Regions from separate parts of the Mus musculus genome. Here region 1 is linked to region 2. A link is a contact called in public capture Hi-C data. All regions are on one chromosome and are shown on one strand. The core of a region is the stretch at or near the end of the contact, and the rest is flanking DNA. Distances in the headings are between cores, read along the strand shown. Region 1 has its middle 200 kb from the start of Gm13470. Region 2 has its middle 130 kb from the start of Gm13479.

Evidence for each region. Capture Hi-C pulls out chosen DNA fragments and counts their contacts.
Region 1: a contact with region 2 is called in a capture Hi-C map of bone marrow-derived macrophages, with 10 times the contacts expected there. The contact joins two enhancer-like sites. A contact is called at or near these places in 1 of 484 Hi-C or Micro-C datasets (bone marrow-derived macrophages) and 1 of 9 other capture datasets (bone marrow-derived macrophages).

The regions. Positions count from the first base shown.
Region 1 is chr2:46,243,504-46,247,931 of GRCm38.p6, forward strand. No RefSeq gene overlaps it. Among named protein-coding and RNA genes, the nearest start is that of Gm13470, 200 kb to the right of the region's middle. Within about 2 kb of position 2,383, at least 25 of the 459 cell types and tissues checked have an H3K27ac peak or open chromatin away from gene starts, as enhancers often do. A contact at or near this core is called in bone marrow-derived macrophages, where this site is marked.
Region 2 is chr2:45,259,594-45,264,285 of GRCm38.p6, forward strand. It overlaps Vis1. Among named protein-coding and RNA genes, the nearest start is that of Gm13479, 130 kb to the right of the region's middle. Within about 2 kb of position 2,523, at least 60 of the 459 cell types and tissues checked have an H3K27ac peak or open chromatin away from gene starts, as enhancers often do. A contact at or near this core is called in bone marrow-derived macrophages, where this site is marked.

The DNA of each region.
Region 1 (4,428 bases), core at 1,133-3,632, 980 kb after region 2:
AATGAAATATAAACTTTATATCATGACCTATAACATACATGACAACAAATTGAACTAAAATTTCACAGACAATATTAGTGTGTCTTAAATATATTGAATTCAATTTTATTACTTCCTTCCCACCTTAATCATACTTTATTTATATTTTTTAGAATTTATACTATGAAAATGATCTTCAAAATGATTACAATCCATTAGGAAGTTTTGGCAGTAATTTCAAAGCTAATACAGTGATGGAAATTCTTCATCCTTCAGAGTTTCTTTGCACTGCTTAGTAGTTCCTCCACACACATTTTTGTCTGTATTGGGAGTAGCTTTTATCTTAAACTTCACCACATATACAGTTCAAGAAAATCAACCTTCCTTAATTTAACCTAGACCAATCGAGTACCTACGAAAGGTGTGATTCTGTGACAAGTGTTCTCTTGGTACTAAAGACCCAGTCAGAAACTAAAGCTGAAAACATTCATTATATCTCAAGTCTTTGGCCTTCAGTTTAAAGAAATAAAGTCAGTTGTGTAACTTTGCAATGTCATCTAAAGGTTACCTATTGGAAGTATAAACAAATATATCTATGGGCAATATAGAAACCCAAAGTTATCAGGTCAACCTATTCTTTTTCCTCTCTGAGATGAAAACTCTATTATCGTATCCCATGAATTGGGGTAGAAGAGTTGTCCATAGGATGTCCTGACCATTTAGGGTATGCAGATATTCTGCAACATCTGATCTCTTTCTCTATTTATATATTAACACAGGCAAAGCCTTTCTACCTAGTAACTGAAATAAATATCTGAACTGGGCTTGCACAACATACTGCTGACTTATCTGCCCAATCTAAGGAGTTAAGTAGTGAGTATAGTAACCAAAATGACACTAAGTGACACTTCTAAGAGTCAAATATTTTATGGAAAAAAGTCAGTAGTTTTAAACTTTCTTGTTTATTTTATTGCTTATGTATCACAGAAAAAACCAACCAAACAAACAAACAAAACAAAACAAAATCCAAAAATCAAAAAACAAAACAAAACAACAATCAAAAACAAAAACAAAAAATCCTTAAACCAAAGAAGACTGGGGTAGAAAGATGCACTCTGTGTTTTAGAAGAAAGACTTTATTTTCAGGTTCTGGTTGGACTCAACAATGAAATTGCCTGCAGGACCACCCAGTTAGTAGAGATAACTTATTTCTTAAAAAGAAAAAAAAATTAAGAAGAGCAGGCAGCTTTAATTATACTTATAATGGAAACAACAGGAAATTCTCTGAACAACACTATGATCCTCAAGTGTTTCAATTTTTTTTAAAGGATTTAGTCACTCTGCTCCTGAGTGTTTTCTCTGCACAAACAATGTCTTTCTCTGAAATGATTGCACAATTCTAAGTAAGTCACCACACCCTTCTGGTCTCCATATATTCTATATATGAAAGGGATGTGTCCGTGCCTTTTGCTCTTTGCTGATGCCTCCATCTGCACAGAGCTCGGGATAAAGTGCAACTTCCTAGTAATTCATGGCATCTGCTCACCCCAGCCCTGACAAGCTTGCATTTTCTTTTTCTTTTTTTAAAAATAATATAGCGCTCACTTTAAGCAAGCCTAAAACGCTACCTTATAACAGCAATAATTACTATGAATAGGGAGCAAAAATATGTTTGTGGACTCATTAGCATCAGGCAAGAATCATTTCTCCTTCTATCACATGGGTCCTGAGACGTCAAGTGTCAAGCCAGGCAGCAAGCACCTCAACTGTTCAGCTGCCTCCAGGCTTGCAAGTATTTCTTAAATCACAAGCATTTCAACTTTGTCCATATAGGTAATGGTACCTTAAGTCCGTTAGAATAGTTTGCTTTTTTTGGCATCATTAACAGTTTACAAAAATAAATGAAGGTTTCTCTAGTAGATGATTTTTATAAAAGGAACAAGCAAACTAAAAGATTTTCAATTACTTGTTCTGAATCAAACAGCTACTGCCTGGAGGGTTTAAACTTGAATCAGAAAGAGTATAGAGGGCACCTGGTGCAGTAAGTATACATGATTATAGTCAATGGAGTAATAGAGTGGCCACTGCAATCAGAAGGACTTCATAGACCATCAGAAACCTTGGTTCATGTTTATGGTCAGATATTGGTGGAAGAAAAGGCTGAGGGAACTTCAGGAGATATCCACTCAAGAAGAATCATGATAAAAAGTTTATGTAAACATTCACACATAATTTCAATGATTCCAATAGTTGTTTCTAGTGTAGATCTTATTTTCTTGTGCAGTTTGTCTATGTATTTTTCTTGATCAGTTTGCATTCTGGCTTCCTTTCAATATTCTCCCTTCAGCAGGCAGAAGAGGGAGGACCTCCCACTTCTCTGGTTGACAGACCTTTAGCTCGTCTGTTAGAACAGTCTGTTTGTTCCCCAAATGTCTAGTCACCCAAGAAAAATGCCCTTCTGCTACTTCCTTTTTTACTTGCGAAATTAGGAAGATAGCTTTAAAACATGTATTTTATTTTTTCTCAAACAAATTTATGACTAACAAGGCAAATGTTCAAAGGTACGGAGAGAAAATACCCAATGTTGTAACTCAAGTACATTTGAGGAGGACACAGAGATTTTAGAGGTTTCTAAAATCTGGAAAAAAAATGCCTGCCCTCTGTGTCCTTTCTCTCATATCATGTACTTTTTAAAAATTGGCTTTATATTTCATTTCTTTGTTTGTTTCAACTTAAACACATGTAGTCAGAAAGGTTGAAGATAAACGAGACTGTTACTCATTTCAGAATTCAATCACCAAACTTGCATGATTGTAAAACTGATTATAAAAAAATTATAAAGCAGATCCTGTTTTATTGCAAGGATGTCAATTGTGTTGCCCAATCTTAACACTCATCAAACACAATTTATATAACTAAATGTTTAAAATGAGAATTATTTGCTCTGTTTTAGAAAATCTACTACCACACATTCATCTATCTTAGTGATCTAGTAATTCATTCCCACAGGTATTACTAGAGCTGAAAAATATGGTAAATATTTTGTAGTTTCGATATAACTTAGTGGCCAAACAACAACAAGCTAAGGACTATATATCACTAAAAGAAATCATATTGTACTTTGAAAATGTATTTTGAAACTTTACAGTAAAAAACAATGTCCTTAATTGCCATTATGTCATTTTCTTTCTACTGTTCACACTCTGTCTTCTCTATGCCCAAATCTAGTTCCCATTTTCCAAATTATGTTTCTTTGAAAATAGTGGCTATCTTTGCTTTAGCTCTATCATGGAAACTAGGAAGAGGTATTGAGAAAACCTGGTGAGATAGAGCCAAATGAGCTTTCTTAAGTCATTTACAGTCCTGAGAATTAATTGGAGTTTAAATGGTTAGTGGAGCACAATACTTTTCCTTATTTTGATACATCCTATTCAATCTGGTAGGACTACAAAGATAAGCCACAGTGAGAGTTGAAGGCATCCTGGATATTTCCAAATGAAAATCATAAAGAATGCATGTCATACCAATTTGTGGATCCATGCCTATGATTCCTCATCCAATCATTAAAATATTTTAATATAACATGAAAACAGTTTTGCACTGAACACTTTTAGGTCAATAGCCTTTTTCCAGTTGGTTTCCATAACTGAATTTAAACTTGAGAAAGTTGTCAAAGAGGTCTTTGCTTAAAGAAGTATTTGGGAATATGAACAATATTTCTGATTCCCTGATCACCACATAAATTCCGTGGGAAATCCGGAAATTTAAATTCAAAATAATACTGCCATTTATCAATTCTAGCCTTTCCTAGCTCTTCAGGGCTAATACAACTGGAGAAAACAATTACTATTCTCCTACTTAACCTGCTATCTATTTGTGCCAATTTGTCCTACTACCTACCTTTGTCAAATTCTATTGTTTGCAGTTATTTGAGAATTTCCTATGTTTTGATTATATTCAACTCTCAGTAATTTCCAGTTGTACCCTCATTTCACTATCTTCCCCAACTTCTTTTTTTGTTTTTGTTTTCACATTGATCTTTCAAGATGAAAATGTGCTGCCTGAATATTCTTAGAAGTGTATCTTTCGACTTGAAATTGGTTGACTTACTAAGCAAACTTGTCTCTCACTTTTTAAATAGTTTTATTAGGTATTTTCCTCATTTACATTTCTAATGCTATCCAAAAAGTCCCCCATACCCTCCCCCCACTCTCATACCCAACCACTCCCCCTTTTTGGCCCTGGAGTTCCCCTGTACTGGGGCATATAAAGTTTGCAAGTCCAATGGGATTCTCTTTCCAATGGTGGCCGACTAGGCCACCTTTTGAAACATATGCAGCTAGAGTCAAGAGCTCTGGGGTACTGGTTAGTTCATAATGTTGTTCCACCCATAGGGTTGCAGATCCCTTTAGCTCCTTGGGTACTTTCTCTAGCTCCTCCATTGGGGGC
Region 2 (4,692 bases), core at 1,273-3,772:
CAACTCTCAATGGGATGCACATTGCATTCTGCCAACATCCTTATCCCTCTTCTGTGACCAGTGGTCCTGAGGTCGCCTTGAACTGTTCAGCTTTCAGGGATCAAATTCTATTAGGGCATTGCTTCCTTGAGCGGCCAAAGGAACACATTACCAAGCCAATTTGAGGTCACTTTCTTCTTTTCTGATAAGTGAACTGGCCTAGTGGGAGTTGAACACATAGCCCTAGCTTTTTACACATCTTACTCTCATTAAGTGAGGTGGTGAGCCAGGTGGACGGCTGGGGAAAAAGAGCCTTGGAGCCCTGGCAGCCAGCACAGCAGTGGAAGTTGGACACACTGAGGACATATCTGGCGTCTCATGTACTAGCTCAGTGACTCACTATCTTATTAAACTTCTCTGAGTCTTGTCCTTTTCTATAAAACGATAGAATACAAGAAAACTGGCCAAATTTTGTAAAGCACCCTGTATGTAATATGCTTGATGTATAGGAATCACTCACACTGGTCAGTTATCGTTAACTTTGTTTAACAAAAAAAGTCAAAGTAACAGCTCCTACACACATGCACACACTCACACACACACACACACACACACAATGTCAATACAAAACCCCAAGTTCTCTCTTGCTTCTTTACTTCTGTAAAAGTTTTAGGACCTTGTGTACTGTTATCAACTCTAGGCATTTATTCATTGAGAATGCTTGTAGAAGACCAATTGCCACAGTCAAGGTAACAAATGCAAACAAAACCTGTTTACCCAAGCCGTAAACATTCATTGTATAATGGCAACACCTAAGATCTCCAGCATGATTGACTCCAATATTAAATACAGAATGCCAGGCTAAAGGAGCCTTCCAAAGAAGGCAATGATGTTTTAGCAGGACATTTATTTAGAAATTGAATGGTTTGTTGGAAAGAGCCTTTGCAATAGAATGTGTAAGTATTATTAGGTGGACCAAAGGAGATGGCACAGGAAAACCATAAACAACTTGGCTTTATTTGATCTAAGTAAACCATGTTTGAGAAAACAGTTCTACTCCATTAGAATTTTTTTCTCTGAATTCTTAAAGACATAGCCAACTTTACAATTATAGCTATGTATTTCAAACAGCATTTCAAAGAGTAGCAATGAGGTGGCGTATCTCCCAGCCTTTCCTGGAACCATGTGCTTAACAATTTTCTCAACCATTATTTTCTCTCACATCTATGAGACATTTTCTTCACTTTCCATAGTTTTTCATTTTTTACATCTGACTTTTACAGACTCCAAAAGAGTTACACGTAAGAGGTTCCTGCTTTCCCCCAATCTTTCAGTTTTCTTTAAGCATTTTACTTTTGCATCTTTACTTTGTTCTAGAAAAAAAAAAGCATTAAAGCACTTTCAACACACATTGAAACCAAGCAGTTAGTTGATTGTTGATTCAAAGTAGATTCTATAACTTCATATTCATATGAGTGCATGAGTAAATAAAACCTTGAATTGAAGGAAAGAAGTATGTAAGATAAGAAGTAAGAGAAAAACTAAAGAATGCCTTGTCCCATTGACATTGTTACTATCCTCACAGTATTTGTGTGTGCTATTTTTTATTTTGAGGATTTCTTGATATATTACATTAATATATACATATTTCTTAGGTTAATAACTAACTTTACAAAGCCCAGATTTGTATCTACCTACCATTTGTATCAGCTTTGAACCTATCTCCCATTCCTGATTTATGTGAACAACTTAATCAGAGTAAAGTGGGTTTGTAATGGAAGGAAAGAGCAATTGAAGCAATGGATGGACATTTGCATATGGACAACTGGTCAACTTTCTATTACTCCCAGAGCATCACTCACAGGGAGCCGTCTACTCTGAGCTTCAGAGTAGAGAACATCCTGATTCTTGCTAATACATCACATTTTACAGAATACCTATGTTAAGTATATCTGGAGTGGATACAGATTTTGCTTCAGAAGATGGGCACTGTGTAAAAAGGATTTTCTATTAGTGTCTATAGCTTTCATAGTGTGTCCCCTAGACTTGATCGATGAAGAGAAAGCCAGAGAGGGAGAAAGAGCTAAGTAGACCTGGCTTCAAATGATATACTTTCTCTTTTCAGAACCACAGTTTAAAGCAAATAAAGGCAAGCATTCTGTTTACAGGACAGCTAGTTGGAACCCGCCCCTCATAGCTGCAGAAGGCAGGGGTTCACTTTGCTTATGTTCCTTGACATAGACTACTAATTGGCCTCTTGATTGTCAGTTCGACACCATTTTCAGCACATGAGATGACTTCCTAATTGATTAAACGTGGTCAAATAATAACATTTGGAAAAGCAATGAGGCATCTGTGCAACTTAAACCTAAGGTTGTGGCCACTGAGGGGGAGGACTGCAGAATTAAGGAGAGCCAAAACACAGGAATGTGTAATGACATCAAATTTAAGATCTAATTATACAACACACAAGGAAGATCACCCTCTTCCCTCCTCCCCACCACACCATGCTCACAGAAACCAAATTGAGCAACGCTCACTGAGAGAAGGAAGTGAGACTTCGTGGAGAAAATGACCCTTGGAGGGTGAATAATGTTTGCATAGTTAGAGAGGAAGAAGGACATCCAATTAAGGGAAAAAAAAAACCTGATGTGAAAGTGTGTATCCTGTACATCAGAACTGTTGCAATGAGACTCACTGCAGGCCAGACAGTAACCAGGGGTTTTTGGAAAGGAAAATAAGTGTTGGGAGGCAGAAATAAGTGCGACTCAGCTTTGTGGTATATTGGGGGGGGGGGTGGGCACATAGGTTTTTGGGCCAGATCCACCTGGGTTCAGCTATCACCTATTATGTAACAACTGGGCAACCCTGCATAGGCTACTCAATCTTTAGTGTTTTCATTTATATAAGAGACACAATACCCACAGTGCTGTTTCCAGAGAGATAATATAAGATGTTCAAAGGGCTCCCTACATAGTAGGCATAGAGTAAGATAACTTTTATAATTTTTTTCTCCTATTTCCTTTCTCTGTGGCATAACCCACTAGTTTAAGAAATATATGTAAAAATACCCACATGGAGTATATATAAAGTAATATATGTGACATAGTATAAAAATTCCATATCATGTGTGTGTACCGAGATGATTATGATGTCTGCTGGGACCATTTTGGAAACAGGGCAGAGGTGTCTAACAATTGGGGTGTGTTTTGTAGCAGTTCAAATGAGTGTAAATGCTGGAACTCCACAACGAGTACACACCTTCATTAAGCTAATATGCTGTGCAATTGAGCTAAACTAAGTGATAATGCTGGTGGTGGCGACAGTATTTTATTAAACTTTGTTTTAGCCTAGAACCTTGTGCATTGTATGATACAAGTGTTTAGCCAAGATCTATCTTCAGAACATGGCAGAAGTTGTTGTATACCATATCCAGAAGGTAAAACTTTATGATTACAGGTCTGTAACAAATTGTTTTCTCTTCTCTCTCTCTCTCTCTCTCTCTCTCTCTCTCTCTCTCTCTCTCTCTCTCTCTATCCCTTCCTCCATCCTTCCATCCCTCCCTCCCTCTCTGCCCCCCCCTTATTTGTTTGTTTTTTGAGACAAAGTTTCTCTGTAGCCTGGCTGTCCTGGAAGTCTCTCTATATAGACCAGGCTGGGCTCAAAATCATAGAGATCTGCCTGCCTCTGCCTCCTGAGTACTAGTATTATTGTTTTAAATTGAGTTTTGTGAGTACTTAGAAGCCTTTGAGCCTCCTTTGCTTCTTTGGTTGATGTATAATTTTTGTTTTTGGTGAGTTGTGAAACTTTATTTATTTATTTAAGGATGGTCTTACTGTATATCCCTGGTTTACCTTCAACTTGCCATTATAGACCAGGTTGGCCTTGAACTCTTAGAATCCCATTGCTTCTGCCTATGAATTAAAGGTGTGGGCCACTGTGAGTGCTTCTGAATTTTATCCAAGAAATTTGGATTGAAAACCGAAACTCCATTGAAATAATTGGAGATATTTAGAACAACTCTATAATTCTTTTTTATTACTAAAGTGTACTTTGCTGTCTACAGTTATTGTATTTTTTAGCCAATATTATATTTCATAGTCTTAATTTTATATAATGCAAATTGATGGCTCTTTCCCAGGACTAATTTTTTATTGTTTATTTTATTTATTTACATTTCAAATTATATCCCCTTCTCAGTTTCCCCTCTGCAACCCCCCCATCCCATACCCCTCCCCCTGGCTCTATGAGGGTGCTCCTCCACCCACACATCCACTCTCTAACATCCCCCTACCCTGGGGCATTCAGCCTCCACAGGACCAAGGGCCTCCCCTCCCATTGATATCAGATAAGGCCATCCTCTGCTACATATGCGGCTGGAGCCATAGGCCCCTCCATGTGTATTCTTTGGTTGGTGGTTTAGTCCCTGGGAGCTCTGGGGACTGGTTGGTTGATGTTATTGTTCTTCCTATGGGGTTGCAATCCCCCATTCAATAATTCTACAGATTAACCTTGACTCTTTCTCTTATCAAATTATAATCACTCTGTATTTCCTTGTTGATGTCAACTCTTTGGGGATAGTAATTGTAAGCGTGTACTGTTCACACACTAAGTGGGTACTAGCTTAGTGATTTTGGATAATATCTACAGCTTGTAGATATGTAGTTTCCTACATCTTGAGAACCCAAGAAGTCCTGAGAACTTCTCGTCATT